Linked DNA regions of Ovis aries: regions 1 and 3 are each linked to region 2. A link is a contact called in public Hi-C data. All regions are on one chromosome and are shown on one strand. Each heading gives the region's core, a stretch centred on a gene start, on an enhancer-like site or on the middle of the called end of the contact. The rest is flanking DNA. Distances are from core to core; before and after follow the strand shown.

Region 1 (2,700 bases), core at 81-2,580, 670 kb after region 2:
CCCATCTTTGGTGAGAGGTAAATATATATGTATTTTTTTTAAAGGAAACACTACACTGAGAAAAGCATCCAGTAACCCCATTAGCTAAAGCTCTTAAGGACAAGCAATACCTTAATGCTGATTAAATCTAAAAGAGATGAATCAAGAGGACTGACCAGAAACTGACTCCCCTGATAACTAAGGACGGGCCCTCATCAAGTTTCATTTAGAGTTGGGGAAAAAAAAAGAAAGAAAGCTTTTAAGTTAAATAGGCTTATACTCTAGTAATTACATAGCCAAGCAATTTAGGTCCTGGGATAGTCAGTGAAATAGAAAGCAGAACTGGCAGCTAGAGGCAAAATCTGCCCCCCTTTAACAACGTCTCTGGTGTTTTTTAATGGAGACCAAGGGAGGGACAAACGTAGCGCTGGCAATTTGTAGTACAAAAATGGATGCTTAATTCATGTCTTGATTTTAATTAGGTGATTCACCGGATTTCTTCTGGATTGGAACAAAAGACTTATAAGCCAAGAGGAATTTTTTAAAAGAACCATCAATACCCAATCTTGCTCACTTAGATCCTTTCTGCCACTGTTTTAAAAATAGTGTGTGGGGGGTGGGGGGGGGTGGAGTGGAGGGTCGTGACTATTTCCCCCACACTACTTCTCAGACTTAAACCCTTATAGCACATCCAGCCTTTCCCTTCAGAACTGAAAATATACCCACCCACCCCCCTCCAAGGTCTCCAACAGACCCATCTCCAAGAAGAACCCTTTTGTAAGCAGGAACCGCTACAAAGCTGGCGGCCCGGGGCTGTCCTCCGTGCTAGCTCGCAGGCCGGCCTCGGTAGTTTCAGACTCGCGCATTATCTAAGCCGACGTATTGTTTACTTGCAATTTGGGACGGTCAAGGGAAGGAAGCCAAAGAAAACAGCCCCGGCCCAAATCGGCCCTCTCCTCTTTCTCCCCGCTCCCTGCCCGCGGCTCCCCAGCCGTCCCCTTACCTGCTTTTCCCCTATATTGCAATATTGCGAGGCGACGGCGGCGAAATGCGAGCGAAGCCGCTCGGCTTCCAAGGAAGGGGCGCCTCGGCTGGCGGAGCTGGAGGGAGGGGGGATGTTCTCGCAGAAGCAGGAAAGGGGAGGAGGGGGCTAAGGGCCGCTTTTTTTTTTTAACGCGCAGCTCTGAGGCTGGGTTGGGGGGCCCCGCGTAAGTGGCGGGCGGCGGGGAGCAGAAGTGTCAGTCTCGGTCCTCGCCGTTCTCCTCCGCCTCCGGCTCCGCGCGAGCAGCTGCAGGAGCCCTCGGCCCGCGCAGCGCGGCGCAGCGGCAGCAACTGCTGCAATCGCTGCTGCAAGTTTGGCAATGTGGCTTCACTTTGTATATTCCCCCGCCCGGCGGCCCCCGCCCCGCCCGCGCTCCTCCTCCTCCTCCTCCGCCTGCCTCCCTCCCGCGCGCCCGCCCGCTCGCTCGGGGCTGCTGGCGGCGGCAGCGGCTCGGCCGAGCTTCCTGCACCTCCAGCCGGGGAGCGGCCGCAGACACAACAGCCCCGGGAGCAGTGGCGGCGGCGGCCGGGGGGCGAGTGCTCCCGGGAGGCGGGGAGCTGTGGCCGGCGGGGCCCGGCGCGCCGGAGCCTGCGCCGCTGCCGGGGCTGCTGCTGCCCGGCTCGGAGGCGGCGGCGGCGGCGGCGCTGGCCTCTAGCCGGCTCGCTCGCTCCCTCCGCGGCTCTTACACATGTGTTACTGACAGAGCAAAATCCCAACTACTCCCCGGCTCTGCCGCCGACGTCAGCGACCCTCAGCCACTGGGCGGCCGGATTGTTCAGGCGGAATAATAAAACCTGCCAATCCGGGCAAGGACAAAGGGATGACTGAAACGAGACTCCGGGGGCGGGGGAGAGAGCCAGGCGGAGGAGCGGGCCGAGACTGGAGCGGGGAAGGGCCGGAATCAGGTGGGGAGAAGTCACCCAGGCGCCGCAACCCCGCCGGGGCGGTCCCCCGCGGCCCAGGAGGGCGAGTCGAGGCACCCGGGACCCACTTGCCCTCCGTGCGCGCGAGGTATCCCTGGGACCCGCCCCACTAGTCCCTCGGGGACAGCCCGCCCCTCGCGCCGAGAGGAGCCCTTTAGGAAAACTTACTTCACATCTGCCTTGGAAATGGGTCTCTGTTAGGGTAGAAAGGCTTTCCTGAGATCTCCGAGCTGTGGAGATCTGTGCTGTGTTTTTTGAGGTGTTGTTTTTGTTTTTTAAATTCACCATGTTAGAAATTTATGAACCTTAGTGGAAGTTTAATTCACAAGGTAGAAACAGGAACTCGGTAGTTCCGAAACACTGCCTGCTTACTTCCTCTTCTTCCCATCAATCCATATATAATCTAAGGGCCCAGTAGGCATTTCATAAGTATTGATCAACGTTGGTAAAAAAGATCACACAGTCTACTTTCAAAGTTCAGGAAAACTTTAGGGAAAAAACCCTTGCCCCTTGTATCCACCCCCATTGTAGAGGATGAGAAGCCAAATTTCTCTTAGCCCTCAGAGTGATGGAAGTTATCGCAGTATGAGAAATCCCACAGCCTCTGGAGAGTAAGAAAAGTTATTTCTAGTGTAAATCAAGTTTTGAGGAAAGCTTTGAGGGTGGTAGTCTGAGTGTCTCATTCTAGTACCGCAGTTCAGCCTAGATGCTTAAATACCTAGTCCTTCAACTTTTATCTGCTTTGCCAAATAGGTT
Region 2 (2,700 bases), core at 48-2,547:
TGGTGTAATTTTTTGTTCTTTTTGGATATCAGCACTCATCTATACAGTTGGTCCTCCATATCCTTTGGTTCCACATCCGTGGATTCAACCAACCACAGATAGGAAATATTTGAAAAAAATTCCAGAAAGTTCTATGAAGCAAAACTCGAATTTGTTGTACACCGGCAACTATTTACATAGCATTTACATTGTATTTACAACTATTTACATAGCATTTACATTGTATTAGGTATTGTAAGTAATCTACAGATGATTTAAAGTATATGGGAGGATATGTGTAGGTTATATGTAAATACCATGCTATTTTATGTAAGAGACTTGAGCATCTGAGGATTTTTGTATCTGAGGGAGTCCTGGAATTATTCTCTGCAGATACCAAAGTAATGTTATCTGAGGTTTGCCAAGTTCAGTTTTTCTCTTGATAAGAAGAATCCTCTAAGCAAGATTATTGCTTTTAAGTGTTCTAACGTACATTTTTCGAAGATGAACCAATGCTTTTGCCCAGCAGAGCTTGTCCACATCATGTCTGGATTACAACCGTATAGCTTTCCTTTATTTTCATTTGTTTGCTCCCACCCTATCCAAACACATTAATACGTGGTCCAGATAATGTATTCCATATGTTTAATTAGCCATTACATGAAACATAGGAAGGTGTGGCTCTTATAATATTTTTTCCATTTTCTCCCAGTTTCCTGAATTTTAACTCACATTCTCTGGTGGATTTTTGTTGTTATTTTTTGTTGTTTAAAAAAAAAATCTTTTTGTAATAAAGAATCTGTTCAGACTAAATTTATCAAACTGCTTCAAGTTTTAGATTTTCTTCTGATAATAAAATTTCAGTTCCATCTATAGACAGATTAAATTAATTCTGTCCTACTTTACTCAATGTGTATAATGAGTCATTACTCAATTAACAAATACACATAATAAAATATTACTTAAATAAACTGTGTTAAGGAGTTCCCTTTTATAAAGTGTCTGGATTTTTAAATTGCATTTAAAATGTTTATAATTTACAAATTTCTGCTTAAATGGTTTTCTTGGTAAGATTTTAATTTCTTGCAGAATGTCTAATATGTCTTGACTATGTTCTGATGTCAAAAAAAAAAAAAAAGAAAGAAAGAAAATGACCAACACTTCATTTGGAGACTATTCAGAAATTTTTTTCCTTGGACTAATTGATTACCTGTAACAACGGGCCTGAAATGCCCCCACGGAGCACATGGCCAGCCGTGGGGTGATTCACTATGGCGTAACTGAGAGAGATTATGAAGCCCAGGATTGCGATGGTGCCAGTTCATGCCTTTTCAGTGAGAAAGCACTCAAGTTCCACAGAGTGTTAATCTGGCCGCAGAATGGGAGACAGCTAAGTCTGCCTGGAATGTCTGGCTGCTGGTTGGCAGACATAGCCCTTTCTTCACCTTGGGTCTGCTGGGTTAAGGATGCTTTCATAGTAATTTTCCAATGTCTTCCTTGATCAGTCGACTGCAGCATTTTATCATTTTGCAGATTTTGTTTTCTTCATGGGTTATTACTTCCACTGAACTGCACTTAACATCTATTAGCTGAGGTCTCCAGAAGATCAAAGTCCCTCTGTGTCTGATTATTCTGCTCTTTGCAATTTGTGTCTCCCCCTCACCCCGCCCCACTCCTCTCCAAACCAGGAGCCTTGCACGTTTACAGATTTGGTTTCAGTGTCTTTCCCTAAATTGTTTATAGACAGAAAAGCATCATAAACAGGACCTCGTGTCTCTAGAAGGAGAATAAGAGGAAAAAAGTGAAGACAGCCATAGTAATGCTTGTGTTATTTCTATCTCAATATGAATCTTTTAATACTCACACTTAATTTTTTTTTTTTTTTTTCCTGTTTGAAATGGAGCAGGTGAGGGTGGGAGAAAGGGAGAGAAGGAGGGAGGGGGGAGTGCTCATGTCATATTAGTTAACTTTCTGTTGAAGTTTAGTCTCTTTTCTAATCATTCACTCTACTCCCATCCCCTCCTTCCAAGGCCTTGTCTGGTCTCCCCAGTTTTAGTTAAAAACATTAGTACTGTCTTTTTTGGGAACCTGTTCACAGGGCCAATATTCCATTCATTTTATGGTTTACTGTTAACCTTAATGACTAGGTTCTAATGGAGGATTTTATTCCCCTTTTAAGCCTTTAGTAAATAATAATCATCCTCTAAATTTGGTCTCCCAGCTGTGATGTACAGAAGATCTTCTATCAAATTCCAACCTTGTCTCAACAATAGACTAAAGCTGGCCAGATCAGGGTATTTGCAAGAGCCCTAGAAGGAGTATTTTTAGAAGCTACATAAGAGGCCCAGTACCCATCTATCAGCAGACATGAAGTGGGTGCTTGTGAGTTGAGATAGGTATTAAAAACTCAAACTACGTGTGGTAACTGAAAAAAAAATAATAAGGATATTTGAATCTGAGGAGACTTGAAATAAAGACCAGGGGCTTTCTTTGAAAGGATATTGTCCATGGTGAAAAAAAGAAATCCAAGCAAGAAAGAGAAAAAAGAGAGAAAGTATGTGTTCGAGCACGGCTTCTCCAACTTGAATTTGTGTACAGATCACATGGTGACCTTGTTAAAATGGAGGCTCTGATCCCAAAGACTGAGATGGGATATGAGAATTTAACCTGCTCCCAAGTGACTCAGATGCTGCATATCCAGAGATCACAGTTGAGCAAAGA
Region 3 (2,700 bases), core at 114-2,613, 710 kb after region 2:
TTGGTCAAGGCCTGTGTTCCTGACAAAGAAAACATTCCTCTAACTCAACCTGAGTAATCCTTAATGAGTCCTTGTATCTTGTGATAAATTTCATAATTATTCAGCCCCTACCACTAACACCGAAATTCATCAGTCAAAGCAAATTAGCCGAGATTCATTAGAATAAGACATCTAGTAGGCACATGTACTTTATTAGCCTCTTACACCAATAGTTTTAATTAGGTACATATTTCACAGCTCTCGAGCTACTCCAGTGAAGGGCTGCCTTTATCTCTTTTATTTACAGTAACAAGCTATCAAACAAACACCACCATAATTAAACTTGGATATAAAAAAACTTGGTTTATTAATGGCAGCCTATTCGAGCCTTGGATTTCTGAAATCTGTACAAAACAGATATTTTTATTAATTAAATAAATACTATTCAATTAAACTGAAAAGATGAAGCGGTGCAGGAGGGGCCTTGAGCTCGAGTCAAGAGTGAGATTCTCTTCTTCCTTCCCGGCTGATGGTTTCCTCTAGCTCACCTTCAGCAGGGGGAAAAAAATCTCTTCATCAGATATTTTAGTGATGAGAAAAGTGATTAAAATCCAGAACATTTTAAAATTATTAATAAGGAATTTAAATGATGTTATAAAAAAGGGAAATACAGGAGAAAATGTTACACATTCATAGAATTTTGGCTCATGCATAATAAACAGTTGAAAACATTTTACTTATAATACCACTCAAATTAAAGAGGCAAGAAGCCATGCCACACGCTTTTATACGCGGGTGTCAATAAATGACAAATGGCGCCATCTGCTGGTCTTCCGGTTAAACACTTTCTATTCAGAGCCCAGTTGTCAGAGCCATCAGTTCTGAAAGTGAAAGTCGCTAAATCCTGCCCGACTCTTTGCGACTCCATGGACTATATAGCCCATGTAATTCTCCAGGCCAGAATACTGGAGTGGGTAGCCGTTCTCTTCTCCAAGGGATCTTCCCAACCCAGGGATCGAACCCAGGTCTCCCTCATCAGTTCTGAGGTTATCAAAAATAAAGGAAAGATAAAACTCCCTGTCTACAAATACTTCCCATATGGGTAGACAACGTATAACCCTATGAGAGAGGCAAAGTTTGAGCTTAATTCTGAAAGTTTCATCCAGAGGCTACAGGCAAGACAACAGGAGAGACTGCTAACCTTTCCGGTCTCTTAAGAGTCAACGCGAGTTGAGCTCTAACTGAGGTGAACACTAAAGAATCACAGTCAAATCCTCAAAAGGCACGGAGCGCGAAGAAAAACGGCAAAGTGCGCTCTCAGTTGAGGGACTAATGACGCCGACTGCCTGGGAACCCTGCGTTCCTGGATCACTCTGCGGGGAGAAGCACGGAACTTTGGAAAGGGACAACTGAGCTCTCTGGCTGACTCTGACTCCATCCATCAAGTCCTGCTCTGGAATATTGTTTCTTTGTTTCCGTTTCCACCTCGCTCTTACTTGTTTCTGGCCCTGTGCATAAATATGAAATTCCTCACTCTTCAGACCTCCCAGGGGCTGGTGTGAAACCAATAAAATAAAATCATTTTAATATAAATGAGCTGGATCGATTAACTAAACTAGTTTATACAAACCATTGAACAAAAATATATGTGGGACAACCTCTGAATAACTTCTTTTAAAATTCAAACTCTCAAAAAGAGAAGACCTATCCATAATCCCAGTTTCTGCAAGAAGTCTTCCCTCTCTTTAAGCTTGACCAACTAAATCAGTCCTTCGGAGGCCATCAATATTTGCCAATTGAAAATCTACATTTCCAGACACCACAGTCACGAGGACCTTTCTCCCGGGCCACATTTTGGAGTAAAATGTGAAATCCGACAATTTTTAAGACTCCTTTATTGTTGTTATAATATTGCTCACAAGAAACAGCAGAGAAAATAATTTACATTTTTATAGGAAATCGTTTAAAAGGTTATTGTGAATAAAAGTGTTATTAACAAAATTTGAGTAACTTTGTATTGCTTCTGCCCTTTCTGTGAGGTAGAACTCAGAAAGTTTCTTCCAATGGGACTGCTGTAAGAAGAGATTACCCCTGGTTCAGGCTGCCAGTTTATAAGGCAGGTTACTCACAATGTAGGGTTGATTGTGTGGGTGTAGGTGTGAATGAATTTCTTCAAGTCCATCTTCTTTGGGGCTTAAACGCCTGGGAAAATCGGAAGCAGCATGGAAAAACTTCCTGCTTGGGAGAATCAGCTACCTTGGAAATATTCCCTACTGTGAGTGAACAGTTCATTTTAATTCTGTGAGTTCCTTTCCAGGGCTCTGTCTTCCTTAGTGGCCCTATACCTACGATAGGAGTCCGTATCAATAGCCTCTGTTTTGTGGCCTTGGCCCTCTCTTCTTTTCTCAGCTCACTCTGGAGTCACAAATCTTTCACAGCCCTGGGGACTCCAAAGAACAAGTGTCTTTTCTGTTCAATAAACAAGATCCCTGCGTCCCTTGCTGGTACAGAATTTTAGCTTGAGGTCATGAAAAAGTTCTGAAGATAGCTAGTGGTAATGGTTGTACAACAATGTGCTATCCTTAATGCCACTGAATTGCATGCTTATAAAGGATTAAAATGGTGAATTTTATATATATTTTATCTCAGTTAAGAAACAAATACTCTTTCAGTAGCTGCCCATTGCTTTCTGGATCAAGTCTGAGCTTTTAAGTGTGCTCT

Evidence for each region. A called contact is a pair of places that touch in the nucleus more often than the background predicts.
Region 1: a Hi-C map of tail adipose tissue shows a contact between it and region 2, with 2.1 times the contacts expected there. The contact joins the promoter of LMO4 here to the enhancer-like site in region 2. A contact is called at or near these places in 3 of 16 Hi-C or Micro-C datasets (mixed tissues and tail adipose tissue).
Region 3: a contact with region 2 is called in a Hi-C map of tail adipose tissue, with 7 times the contacts expected there. The contact joins two enhancer-like sites. A contact is called at or near these places in 4 of 16 Hi-C or Micro-C datasets (blood, hypothalamus, liver and 1 more).

Annotation. Positions count from the first base shown.
Region 1 is chr1:64,440,187-64,442,886 of ARS-UI_Ramb_v3.0, reverse strand. LMO4 (LIM domain only 4) reads right to left here and starts at 1,330. Exons shown (of 4, transcript XM_060400647.1): 1 at 983-1,330.
Region 2 is chr1:65,107,833-65,110,532 of ARS-UI_Ramb_v3.0, reverse strand. It overlaps the pseudogene LOC101113557. Among named protein-coding and RNA genes, the nearest start is that of TRNAE-CUC, 140 kb to the right of the region's middle. Within about 2 kb of position 1,297, at least 4 of the 54 cell types and tissues checked have an H3K27ac peak or open chromatin away from gene starts, as enhancers often do. A contact at or near this core is called in tail adipose tissue, where this site is marked.
Region 3 is chr1:64,399,039-64,401,738 of ARS-UI_Ramb_v3.0, reverse strand. No RefSeq gene overlaps it. Among named protein-coding and RNA genes, the nearest start is that of LMO4, 41 kb to the left of the region's middle. Within about 2 kb of position 1,363, at least 10 of the 54 cell types and tissues checked have an H3K27ac peak or open chromatin away from gene starts, as enhancers often do. A contact at or near this core is called in tail adipose tissue, where this site is marked.